Regions from separate parts of the Mus musculus genome. Here regions 2, 3 and 4 are each linked to region 1. Evidence: chromatin contacts called from public HiChIP or PLAC-seq and promoter capture Hi-C data. All regions are on one chromosome and are shown on one strand. Each heading gives the region's core, a stretch centred on a gene start, on an enhancer-like site or on the middle of the called end of the contact. The rest is flanking DNA. Distances are from core to core; before and after follow the strand shown. Region 1 holds the start of Adgrg5 (adhesion G protein-coupled receptor G5). Region 2 overlaps Nlrc5 (NLR family, CARD domain containing 5). Region 3 overlaps Cngb1 (cyclic nucleotide gated channel beta 1). Region 4 has its middle 16 kb from the start of Gm31277.

Region 1 (3,009 bases), core at 320-2,819:
GAGAGGCTCAAGATGTTTTGTCTCCTCTAATTGGAGGCTTCAGATTGCCATCAAGACTGGGGAAGCTTTGGAGAGTAGATGACTCCCTCTTGGTATTAGTCCCCTGTTCTAATGTCTAGTCATGCTTATAGTCCTTCACAGATCCCCTACACACAAACACAAGTGGGGAGACCTTTGTCAAGGGATGGGAATATCTTCTCCTCCAAGGGACCGAGGAAGCTACTGATCTGGCTTCTGAGCATAAGACTGTCCAAAGTGAAGTGTGTTCTTCGGTGTTGTATGCAGGGGTGACCGGCATCCTAAGCTGAGGCAGGAACAGTGAGGTAGGAAACACAGAGGTTGTGGGGACTTGGGGATCAGAGCTCTCTACCTAGGCCTTCTGTGCAGCTGCTCACCACGGAGCATAAAGGAGTTGGTGGTTCAGTCCCCAAGGCATCCCGGACAACCGCCTCCCCCACCCTCCCTAGGAAAGGCCAGGAGGTGAACGTCTGGTTATAGTAAACTAAAGCATGGGTGTGTGGGAGCTAAGGCGGTGGTTCAGCCAGCAGATGCTTTCGAGGCGTGCACAAGGCCCTGGGGTTGAGGCCAAACACCACTAAAGACAATAGCCAGGAAAAAAAAAAAACAACGTGCAAAAAGGGCAAATGCTTATCTAAGTCACCCAGTGGGAGTCTGGCCAAGGAGTTGAGACACAATTGTACAGGGGCCCTGCAAAACCTTTGATGGCATCTGGGGTGGGGCCCCCTTTCCCTCTGAGCCCCTTACACCCACTGTGAGCTATGAGGAACTGACTGTGAAGAAGCTGGCTTGAGCGGTGGAGGGCAGGAAGACTGTGCTGGGACCCGTGCTTTCTTCCTTTCCCTGCGTCTCTGTGCCCCTCAGCCCCACTACCGCAGGAGCAGAAGAGGTTCTTGAGTTATGATTTTCTGCAGGGAATTTGGATAGGCTCCCCATCTCTGAATCACTTCCGTGGTCTCTTTAGGACTCTGTAGAGAGCATAGCTGGTATTATAGGCTACGCTCGTGGGACTTCTGACTGAAGGCGAGGCTAGTCTGCTTTCTCTCCCTGCTATTCTGGCCATACTTCCTGAGATCTGCCCTGGACCACCTGGAACTGCGTCCTTGTCCTCTCTAGGCTATCAGTTCAGCATCTATGACACTTGCAGGTCTGATTGCTGTTATACATGAGGAAATATATATATATTAAAAATATAAATTTTCCCTTTCTATAAATGGGGAAACTGAGACTTAGGAAGGAGCTATAGCTTGCCCAAGGGTGCAGAGCTGGACCGTCCTGAACCCTCCACAACACCATGCTGTCTGTCTCTCCTGGCACTTCTGGGGAGGCTGAGCCCAGTCTCCCCCCCTCCACCCGCCCCCCCCCCCCCCCAGAGTGTGACCAAGGGGACCTTGATCTAGCCGACAGCTCAGAGGAAACAGAGAGTGCTACCACAAAAGAAGTGAGGCAGGAGCATAGGGTGAAGGGAGGCCAGAAAAGCCCGGGAGTAAGTAGGCCGAGGTGAACAGAAAAGCCACAGCTTTCAACTCCTCTCAACTTCCTTTTCTCCCTGCAGAAGCTAGAGGACCATCTCGAGACAGCAGTGAGGACGTGACTGCCGCTGACTGCTTTACAGGTTAGTCCCCTGGACCCCTCCACCCTCCCACCCATTGGTCCCCATCCACAGACCCCAGGTGCACAGATCTCATGCCATCCCAGGAGTGACAAGCTAGGGACCCACCTCCTTCCAACTCCAGAGAAGCCTCTACTTTCAGAAGTGAAGTTAAGCCATGATTATATCTGGGGGGTGGGGGGGGGTAGCTTTCCCGAATCCCGATTTCTCATATAGAAAACGAGGTGAGTCGTGTAGCACAAGGCTTGAGTGACAGCGGGTAGACTGTAAGATGCTCTGCGCCCGGCAAATAGGAACTGAGGAAGTTCCTGTGCAGCCTGGGAGACACAGGGTCTCAGAGAAAGGACCTCCAGACAAGCGGGGCCAGACTCCTTGGTGGTTTACAGTGGCCCCCGTTGCCCACTTCTAAAAGAGCTGACAGCAGCATCTTTCTGGGCTGTGACTTGATGCTGATCGACTTGGCCCATTCCTCATCCCAGCCAGGGGCACCTAGAGAAAGCCAGAGGCAGAGCCCAGCCAGTGGTGAGCAGGGATGGCTGTTTGAGGAGCCATGTATAAGCAGGAGGATTGTCCTGGGCAGGACCTGGCGTGGCTGAGGTACGAGATCTGTGCTGGGTGGAAAGCAGAGGCTCCTACGCCCCATGCACTGAAGATGTATTCCTGCCCAAGGCCTACAGTTAGAGGACTAGACCTAGGGCAGGGGCTGATTCCCACAGGAAAGAGTCCTAGAAATGGTTGAGTTCCTCTCCCTGGGAAATGGGTCTCTCTGGCCTAGTTTTGCACACGAGGAAATTGGAAGGTCACTGAGGCCAGTTTCTTAAGCCAGTGCTTTGCAGTCTGGGCACTGAATAGTGGAGCTGGTTATTAAACCCATAGCTTTCTAAGGTCCTTTTCTTGTTCACGTATATCTTAATCTCCCAATTTTAACTGACCTAAAATACTTGCTCACTTGCCTACCACCACTTGGCTTTTCAGGCACCTTTGGGGAGTTGCTGCTGGTGCTGGCTTGGAATTTGAAAGCCCAGGTTTGGGTCCCAGCTTGGCTACGGGGCTGCTGTTGAGCCCCAAGGAAACGCTTGGCTTTTGTGGTATTATGTCGTCTTGCCGTCTTCCAGAATCACCTGGAAAGTCAGGAAAGGGGGTTTCAAGTGATGAACTGCACAGATAGAAACCTGACGGCTGAGGGTTGACAGGTTGATGATGCCTGGGTCCTGATCGGCAGAGACAGGGTGGGTACCGGGAGGTTACAAGCAAAAGCAAAGGTTTGCCCGTGAGAATGAAGTGGCAGCCACAGCTTCTGTCTGGGGTGTTGGGGTGGGGATGGGGTGAGCTTCAGCTCTGGTCTTTTGATTTTCAGTTATATATGGGGTCAGGCTGCC
Region 2 (3,009 bases), core at 354-2,853, 400 kb before region 1:
CTAAGCTCAATGCTCGGTGCTTTTTTTTTTTTTAAGTATTTATAAGCACCTTCTGGAGAAACTTTTTGTCTTGTGCTAGGAGAGGGAGTTAAGAATTGAGTGGCCCAATGGTCCGGGGTCTGGGACATGCCAAGGACTTAGCATGAAGTCCCCTCCTGCCAGAGCCTCAAGTCTCTCTTCTGTTAATCGTGTTCTTCCAAGGACTTCCAGCCCAGGCTTAGGAGTTAACCTGACCTTGGGAGAGTTCGCACTCATCTCTTCTTTCCTGGTTTAAGGGACAAAGCCGAGCTACAGGTTTAGGGATAAGTACTTCCAGGATAATAGGCAAGACCACTAGGTCTAGCCTACCCACTACCTCAGCAGGATTCAGAAACCACTTGAAACTCCATGGTGTTTTGCTTTGTTTTGCAACTTCCAAAGGCTAAACTCACAACACTCCATATCAAATGATCAATAAACGCAGATGTAACTGGTGTCTGATGTAAACGCCTGTAGCTGGTATCTTGTAAGTTTCCTGCTTCTCCGAGGTCTGAAGTGTACTGTGGACTGGAAAACTGTAGAGTCAGACAGAAGTGAACTAGCAAGGGCAATGGGTGGAAGTTGCTGGTCACGTGACCACGAGCAACTCACCATACCTCACCTGCCGCATGAGGCTGCTATCAAAGCTCAGGTGGTAGAAACGGCTTTGCTTGACTTACATAATACTTAAAACTTTTATGAATTGATCAGTGTTTTCAATTTGGGAACTTGTACATAAAATATCTCAACTCTGACTTCCCCAGAGATAGCTCAAAGCCAGGCACGGTAGCATATGCATATAGAACATGGGCCATAGAGGGAGGAGAATCAAAGTTCAAGGTCTCTCTTTGCTACATTTCAAATTCCAGGCCAGCCTGGTCTATGAGAGACACTATGGGGTGGGGGTGCAGGGAGCCAGTCAAGCCCTTCCACTTGGAGGAGCAAAGCCACTCTGATGGGGCCACACAGATGTGACCTTTAGCTGGGGCACACATCCCTCAGGTTGCTACAGTCCCTCCCTTATCATCCTGAAACAACACCAACTACCCTTCTTTGCTTTTTGCCTGACCAAGAGTGTGGCACATTTTGAACATGGCTGAAAATGTAACTTGGACCTCTGCTATGTGCACTATGTGCGTACGTGCACACATTCTCTCTCTCTCCAATACACACACACACACACACACACACACACACACACATATATATATACACATATATATACACACACATATACATATATATACATGTCTGTATATGTGCATATATTTATATATACACACACACATATATATACATACACACACACACACATATATATATATGCACATATACAGACACAAGATAACTAGTGAGGTCAGAAAAGCAAGGTGAAGAAAGTTCCTGCTACAAATAAGTGATGATTATATTCTATCTCCCTTTATTTCTCAGGGTTGAGTATCATAAAGGATGCAGAGATGCCCCCAAGTGATAGAATGGCACCTCCTCCTCCTCCTCCTCTTCCTCCTCCCACATTGTGAAAAGCCAAGCCAGTAGAGTGCAGTTATGGCTCAGTGTCACTAGAGGGCAGGTTGGCCCACCAGTAATTTCCCAGTAGAACTAAGGAGAAAGAAGGCCATTTATGGCTAGGCGCTTGGTATGTCAAAGCATACTTGTGGCTCACCAGGATGACTTGGTTCTGACCTTTTTGGCCCTCTGCATTGTCTCTGGCATCCCACCAAGCACGAGGAGAAAGTCCTCCGGCCAAGTGCCAAACACAAGTGTCATACCAGGACACTCTTATCAGGCCAGAATAGGGGCAGACCTGGCAAACACGGGCAGGAAGTTAGCAGGTAGAGGATCCAAGAAGTTTACCAAGAAATCCCAGGTCCAATTCTGTTTCCTTTTTCTAGGAAATTGCCAGGTTGACTTGCAGGAGTTGTTCTGACTCCTGTCTTGGCCAGACTGAAGACAGGATAGTTAAATTTGAAAAAAGAACCAAGCACCGAGTGATGTGCACAGAGTAGTCTCCGAGGACAGGGAGCCTAGAACACAGAGACAGTCCTTCCTTTGTAGCCTGTTGTTTTTCATTAGGCTTTCTCTAACTCTGCCTAAGTTCTAACTTCCAAGAAACACTATTTGGCCCCAAAACACACCACAGGCTGACTGGCAAATTCCGAGCTGGCTAGGCCCACCTCACGTCAGTGTGCCAACTCCTTGTTCTTTTCCTAGAGAAACTTCCTTTCCTGCCGCCTACCTGCTTGGGAACCTTGGCAGGTTTTCATCTAAAGCAAGTAGGGCCCAGTGTCAAGGATGGCTTCCTCTGGGAGTAGACTCCTTTTAAAAATACAGAGAGAAGCAAATGAAATCCCATCGCTGGTACCAATGAGAAGTGTCAGGTCCTTCTCGGGGGTCAGGATGTGGCCTGGCCTGGGAGCACCTAAGTCCTCCCTCAGGGTTGGGAGAAGCTCGTGGTCCCTGTCACTTGCTCATCATCGGAGAGGGTCGAAGATGGCACAAATGTCCATCTTCCCGATGGAACTGTAGTTACCATTTCTCTCTCAGACCCGAAGCCCCCCTCCACTGCTTTGTCCGTTCTGTTCCCTAGCACAGCTGTCCAGAAGCCGCTGTTCCAAACCACCTTGGGGAACTGATGAAGAAGCTCCCTATAAATGCCCAGCTATAAAAACCTCCACATGTGATGTATGTCGGAGTTCTGCTTCAGCAAGCCTGAGCCTCCTGGGGCTGGCATTCTGCATTTCCAAGGAGCCAAAAGAGACCCTGGGGTTGTCCTAGGCTGGGGATCAAAGTAGCCTGCAGGTCTGGGTGTTCTGCAGACAAGAACCCCCCTCCCCATATGAAACGTTCCTGTACTCCATCTAGGTTCTGTTTTGACCACACAAAAAAGAACACATCCAGAGTTTACAGGAAAAAACCACTCAGTGGTCAGCTTGGGGACGATCACCAGGCAGCTTAGGTCCCATGGATTGGTCACCAGTAAGTCACAGTGGG
Region 3 (3,009 bases), core at 137-2,636, 350 kb after region 1:
AGCATTTGCTACAAAGCATCCCTCTGTCTTGCAGCTGAGACTGCTTCTCAGCCGCGCAGGCAGAGGAGATCTGAGTCCTGCTACTTCCCATCTCTATTGTCTGCCCCATCTGTCAAACCCGCTAGCCAGCCGCACAGCTCAGATAGAGATGCAAGCAAGTCATCATGGGTAACCTGTGGCCTGCTGCAGCGGCGCCGGGAACTGTGAGGGTGTCCGACTTGACAGGAGACGGTGGTGGTCTCTCAGGTGGAGGGAGTGTCTCCTCTGGGATGAGGGGGCCACTATCAGCATCCGTGTCTTCTACCTGGAGCTCCGGGTGCTCCTTTGTGGCTGGTACTGTGGAGAGTCAGAGAGAGAGGCCAGGTCCTAGGGCTGTCATTGAAGGGTTTCTCCTCACCCTGGGGCCCCCAGCCAAGCTCCATGCAGCCTGAAGCCCTCTGTGTGTCTCCACCATCCCAAACCCAATCCCAGGAGCTGGAATTTTAGCCTAAATGTTCCAGAAATCAATCAATCAATCAATCTCTCTCTCTCTCTCTCTCTCTCTCTCTCTCTCTCTCTCTCTCTCTCTCTCTCGTCAGCTTCTCAGCATGGAAATTAGCAGTGATCTGGGGAGGCTGGGACTAAATATTACACAGACAGGTCCATCTGTTGCCCTCTGAAGGTAGGAGAAACCATGTCTCCCACACCTGTAGAGAAGGGTAGAAGCCAAAGCCTTGGATTCTTGAAGAGACTCCAATTCCGATGTATTTGCTGTCCTGGCCATGTGTTTGTCTAGGGACCTGCTTTGGAGGGTATTTACATCTATAGCAGGAGCACCCAGAGGTCACCTGCTGCCTATTTGGACCTCTGAAAAACCTGAGTCTTCCTCAGAATCAGGTACTTCCTGGGATGGCCGGGGCATGACACCTTTTAGGCTACAACACTAGAGTCAGCAGGCTACAGGCCTGCTCCCCAGCAAGGCTGGGAAGTACTCTGAAATAATTGTCCCTGGGATGTTTCTTTTCATGGCCACCACAAGAAATCCAGTGCACAGCTTACAGCTATACAATGGGGAGGAGAAGGGGCCTCAGACCTGGGCGTTTCTTTTACTAAGTCATCAACCTCCCCCCCACATACACACCAGGAGGACCACCAAGAATGGGAAAGGTTTTTAAAAAAAGCTGAGGCAGATCATTTGCTATACTGACAGAGGTCCTCCAGGCTGAGGGGAAGATAAAAACCTTACCTGCTGCCCACTGCTCCCCATGGAAGGAGAAGAGGAAAAACCCTAAAGGTTAGCCCTCGGGGTTCCAGTACAGCTCCCAGCATGGTCTCAGCTCTAGGCCCAGGATAGCCAGTCTGCTACATCCTCAAGAAGTCTGACTCAAGAATCCAGGCAGGGCAACGCCTCTCCCCCCCCTCCTATCTCACCCCACCCCTGCTTGCTTTGTGCAGGACTCCACCCATCACGTCCATCCCCCAGCGCAAAGAAGAAACAAGCAGGCAGTAGAGGGCAGCTCAGATGAGATAGTTTACATTATATTGATTTCTAGACTAATAATGCTAGAAACAGGAACATTAAAATGTTGTTTACTGTGAAGCATTTCAATGTGCTTATAGCTCAGCACTCCCTCCCTCCCTTTTCTTTCTTCTTTTGAAGTTTTAAGAAAACTACATTTATTAGCTGGGTGGTGGTGATAGTGGTGGCGCACACCTTTGATGCCAGCACTTGGGAGGCAGCAGCAGCTGGCTGGATCTCTGAGTTTAAGGCCAGCCTGGTCTACAGAGCGAGTTCTAGGACAGACAGAACTACACAGAGAAACCTTGTCTTGGAAAAAATAGTTTATTTATTATGTGTGGAGTAGAAGTACACACTGGTGTGTGTGTGTGTGTGTGTGTGTGTGTGTGTGTGTGTGTGTGTGAGAGAGAGAGAGAGAGAGAGAGAGAGAGAGAGAGAGAGAGAGAGAGAGAGAGAGAGAGCTTGTGGGAGTTGGTTCCCTTCCTTCCATCATGTGGATTCTGACATGTGGATAAAGACACCCTGACTTTTCTTGCTAGCCAGCCTGCTTGCCTGCCTTCCTTCCTTCCTTCCTTCCTTCCTTCCTTCCTTCCTTCCTTCCTTCCTTCCTTCCTTCCTTCCTTCCTGGGTCTCACTATGTAGCTCAGGTTGGCCTTAAATTCCCAATCTTCTTGCCTCAGTCTCCACAGTGCTGGTTTAGGGGTGTACCCTGGGACTCTCTCTGTCATCTAGGCTGGCCTAGAACTCAGAGATCTGCCTGCCTGCCTCTGCCTCCAGAATGCTGGGATTAAAGGCGTGTGTCACCAGTGCCTAGCTTCTGGTATTTGTTTTTAAATGTCAAGTACTCACATCTATTCTCGCCCCCCCCCTCCCCTAAAATGGGTCTTGCTGTGTTGGCTTGAGCTGGCAGTGTGTTCTGGCCTCTTGCCCCAGCTTCCTGAGAGTCTGTAACTGTAGGCTCTCACCAGGATACCAGGGTGTGTTCACCTCCCCAGCAGCTCTGCAGGGCAGTTGTTACTGTTTCTGGTTTACCAGTAAGGGAACAGCAGGGTAGGAAAATTCAAAGGCCTGCTTCAGAGTCAGCCACAGCTCAGAAGTACTAAGGCATCACTGACAAACTGACAAACAGTTGGGAGTTTTGTGGTCTTTCCTTTTTTTTTTCTTTTTTGAGGCATGGTCTTGCTATGTGACCCCACTCGAGAGCATCTTTGTTTCTTTCTTTTTTTTTTTTTTTTCCTTTTTTCTTTCTTTCTTTCTTTTTCTTTTTTTTTTTTTTTTTTTTTTTTTTTTTTTTTTTTTGGTTTTTTTCAAGTCAGGGTTTCTCTGTATAGCCCTGGCTGTCCTGGAACTCACTTTGTAGACCAGGCTGGCCTCGAACTCAGAAATCTGCCTGCCTCTGCCTCCCAAGTGCTGGGATTACAGCCGGGCACCACCACATCAGGACCCAAAACAACATTCTTGTTGAACCTCTTAGATTCCACCTAAAATTCCGTGTCCTGGCCTCGCTGTAC
Region 4 (3,009 bases), core at 188-2,687, 260 kb after region 1:
TCTAGAGGGGTTTGAGGGAAGGGAAGTGGGGAGGGAGGGTTCTACACATTCCAGAGTAGGGTAGGCAAGAGATTCAGGTCCAGAGTCTCGGGAAGACACCTAAGATCGTTCTTGTGTTCCTGGTCCCAGATGAAAGGCTAGCATCTGATGCAGAGCTAGATAGATCCCTGCCTGTGGGCTGTGGAGCACGGTGCCACTGAGAAACAGAGCCACCCGGGCTGGGCTGACAGCATTGCCCAGACAGGTGCAAATTCTCGTGTTAAGCCCTTCTTAAACCAGGCTCCCGTGGCCCATGCTTCCTCCCCTCCTTCCATCGAGTTACCATAGGAGAAAAGCGGATTAACAATGTCTCCCGCGTGGCTAGAACAAGGCAGCACCGCCACTCCACCCACACGCATCAGTTCCATGGGTTTGGTTTTCTCCTCAGACACTCAGGGACTGAGCTTTGAGAAACCTCCCTGGCTTGACTGTGACCCAGGAAGCTCTTTTAGGACCAGAACAGAGCATAACCCATGAAAGGACTTCACATTCCTTTACAATTCTGTAATACAGGGAAATAGATTTAGTTGTGGTACCAAGTGGTTCTCAACTTGTGAGTGGAGACTCCTTGGGGTAGCAATCAGATCTTCTTGTTTGTTTGTTTGTTTTCCAAGACAGGGTTTCTCTGTGTAGCCCTGGCTGTCCTAGAACTCACTCTGTGGACCAGGCTGGCCTCAAATTCAGAAATCTGCCTGCCTCTGCCTCCCAAGTGCTGGGACTAAAGGTGTGTGCCACCACTGCCAGGCTAGATCAGATCTTTACATTTTGATTCATAACAGTAGCAAAATTACCGTTATGAAGTAGCAATCAAATAATTTTATGGCTGGGGGTCGCCATAACATGAGGAACTGTATTAAAGGGTCACAGCATTAGGAAGTTTGAGAAAGGTCCTAGAGCCTAGGCACTTCAGAAAACAAACAACTAACAAAACCAAAGAAAACAAAAACAAAAACAAAAAAAAACAAAAAAACAAAAACCAAACCCCTTTCTCCTGAGCACATGCAAAGCAGAAGTAGGATAATCAGAAGTTCAAGGCCAGCATGGGCTACGTAGGGAGACACTGCCGGGAATACGTAGATATGGGGCCCCTTTCAGTGGACCTGAGCATGTGTGACTTGGATGATTTAATCGTTACTGGGTGGCCTCGGGATGGGGTTGGTCACCAGATAGCCAGTGATTAAAGAGCTGGAACTTTCTCTCCTTTAACCTGCAGGCAGCAGGAGCTAGAGACTGGCTTCTGTACGTAAAAGCGTTAAACAAACCAACCAATCCGCTATGAGATTGGCTGAGCTTCCAAGACTTGCTGAATGCAACTCCCCGGGTAGGAGCAGGGGGTGGGGAGCGCTCCTGAGCTCTGGCCCAGCCCTTTCTGTCCCTCAGCTCATCTTTTTTGAACAGGCCAGTCAGTTTAAGCAGTTAAATTCCTGCATGCTGGGAGCTGTGTAGTAAAGCAGCCGACCTGGGGAGGGTACTCGGGCATCCCTTGAACTTACAGCCTGTCATTCAGAAAGCTTGGCAGATGGGCGAACACCTCCAACCTCAGGAGTGAGTGTAGCCTTGGATTATTACAGGCTATCAGGGATGGGACCTGATGTTTCCAGGTTCCTGGTCTCTTATACAAAGAACTGAAAATAAGGGCTTACTCAAGATTCACAAAAGTAACAAGATGACTTTGGAGTATCAGAGGAATTCCAGAAGGATACAGTCAAGAGGGGGATACAGCAAACCACAACAAGGAACCTGGATTTTTGTTTGAGGTTTCCTTTTCTGGAGTTGAGGAGGAGGATTTGATTACTAAGGGCTGTAATTTGAATGGTCTCCCTTACGCATCATTAATATTTTATGAATAGAAAGAGACCAGAGGTTTCTCAATGAGTCTCTCTGTGTGTCAAATATACACCAGTAGGATTGCCCAATTTCCTGTCACCCTTGGGGAAGGGAGTCAGAGTGAATTTACAGGTGGCATAAGTTCTGACGAGATGATGAAGAAAGATGTTCCTTATGTTCAAACCCAGGGCCTTATGCTGGCAGCCGTGACTGGACAGTCCCTCTTCTACATGGCCGCCCTCATCAGCCTGGAGACCTTTAATGACCTCATCAGAGTCTGATTTCCACACTGAGACTTTCAGGGCTGACCCGTTAGTCAAAGCAGAGTTGAAAGATTGCTTTGCTTTGTTTTCTAAAGATTTATTGTTAAATAGGTGTGGTGACGCACACTTTTAAATCTCAGGATCTGGGAGGCAGAGGCGAGCAGATCTCTGTGAGTTCAAGGCCAGCCCTGGTCTGCTCAGTCAGTGCTTTTAACCTCTGAGCCATCTCTCCAGCAACATCCCCTCTCTCTTTTAATAGGAGATGTTCTTCATGTGATTCCAGAGATGCCCTGGAGGGAATCACAGTCAGAGGCTACAAATGAAGTGCTGCACACAGCTTTGGCAATGTCTTTCCCCTGAAAATGGAGTTTCTGGTGCGGTTCAAGGCTAGGAAGGAGAAACGGCCTTAAGCTGTAGTTAATTGGCTGGCAAAGGCTTCAACCAAGTGCTTGGGTGAAGGGCTTCTCCGTTTTCTCAAATCCATCAAACGCGCCCTTGCCTTCCCAGTCTGGCTTAATGTACGCTAAGGAAGTACCTTTTCTACTGAGGCAGGATTTTAAAAACAAGGAAAATTATGGGGGCATGAGGAACAGAGAGAGAGGAACTCCTCAGAGCAGAGTCTGGCTGAAGCCCCTCTCGCCAGCTGAGAAGAAAGAGTTCCACCTCCAGGACTACATTCACCAGGAGGTCTCTTTCTTTGTATAGATGCTTTCTGTTAAATTAGCAGTGAGCCGGGCATGGGCCTGAAAGTACCTGGCCTCCCTCGTTTCTTTTTCCCAGCTGTTCACAGTAAAGATGCTTCCCTGAGGTGATACAGACTCGTCACCTGCGGTCCTATCAGGTGCCCCTCAGGAACCCACTGTAATCTCATTTCCGTTCC

The links. Promoter capture Hi-C pulls out the DNA fragments that hold promoters and counts their contacts. HiChIP or PLAC-seq counts read pairs in DNA pulled down with a chosen protein or histone mark.
Region 2: a promoter capture Hi-C map of pre-B cells shows a contact between it and region 1, with 5 times the contacts expected there. The contact joins the enhancer-like site here to the promoter of Adgrg5 in region 1. A contact is called at or near these places in 20 of 39 promoter capture datasets (the 3T3-L1 cell line, the C10 cell line, the HPC-7 cell line and 12 more), 3 of 484 Hi-C or Micro-C datasets (embryonic stem cells and myocytes), 1 of 115 datasets of contacts at active chromatin or transcription factors (memory CD8 T cells) and 1 of 9 other capture datasets (liver).
Region 3: an H3K27ac HiChIP or PLAC-seq map of embryonic stem cells shows a contact between it and region 1, with 2.2 times the contacts expected there. The contact joins the enhancer-like site here to the promoter of Adgrg5 in region 1. A contact is called at or near these places in 8 of 39 promoter capture datasets (the 3T3-L1 cell line, the C10 cell line, embryonic stem cells and 3 more) and 1 of 115 datasets of contacts at active chromatin or transcription factors (embryonic stem cells).
Region 4: a promoter capture Hi-C map of embryonic stem cells shows a contact between it and region 1, with 2.2 times the contacts expected there. The contact joins the enhancer-like site here to the promoter of Adgrg5 in region 1. A contact is called at or near these places in 15 of 39 promoter capture datasets (the 3T3-L1 cell line, 3T3-L1-derived adipocytes, the C10 cell line and 8 more), 4 of 484 Hi-C or Micro-C datasets (bone marrow-derived dendritic cells, embryonic stem cells, germline stem cells and 1 more), 2 of 115 datasets of contacts at active chromatin or transcription factors (embryonic limb bud and stem cell-derived neural progenitor cells) and 2 of 9 other capture datasets (adipose tissue and liver).

The regions. Positions count from the first base shown.
Region 1 is chr8:94,922,125-94,925,133 of GRCm38.p6, forward strand. Adgrg5 (adhesion G protein-coupled receptor G5) reads left to right here and starts at 1,570. Exons shown (of 12, transcript NM_001145972.1): 1 at 1,570-1,633.
Region 2 is chr8:94,526,783-94,529,791 of GRCm38.p6, forward strand. Nlrc5 (NLR family, CARD domain containing 5) reads left to right here. Exons shown (of 49, transcript NM_001033207.3): 49 at 1-490. Among named protein-coding and RNA genes, the nearest start is that of Cpne2, 4.7 kb to the right of the region's middle. Within about 2 kb of position 1,604, at least 22 of the 459 cell types and tissues checked have an H3K27ac peak or open chromatin away from gene starts, as enhancers often do.
Region 3 is chr8:95,270,630-95,273,638 of GRCm38.p6, forward strand. Cngb1 (cyclic nucleotide gated channel beta 1) reads right to left here. Exons shown (of 33, transcript NM_001195413.1): 17 at 174-336. Among named protein-coding and RNA genes, the nearest start is that of Cngb1, 34 kb to the right of the region's middle. Within about 2 kb of position 1,387, at least 6 of the 459 cell types and tissues checked have an H3K27ac peak or open chromatin away from gene starts, as enhancers often do. A contact at or near this core is called in embryonic stem cells, where this site is marked.
Region 4 is chr8:95,184,109-95,187,117 of GRCm38.p6, forward strand. It overlaps a transcript of Kifc3 not described here. Among named protein-coding and RNA genes, the nearest start is that of Gm31277, 16 kb to the right of the region's middle. Within about 2 kb of position 1,438, at least 9 of the 459 cell types and tissues checked have an H3K27ac peak or open chromatin away from gene starts, as enhancers often do. A contact at or near this core is called in embryonic stem cells, where this site is marked.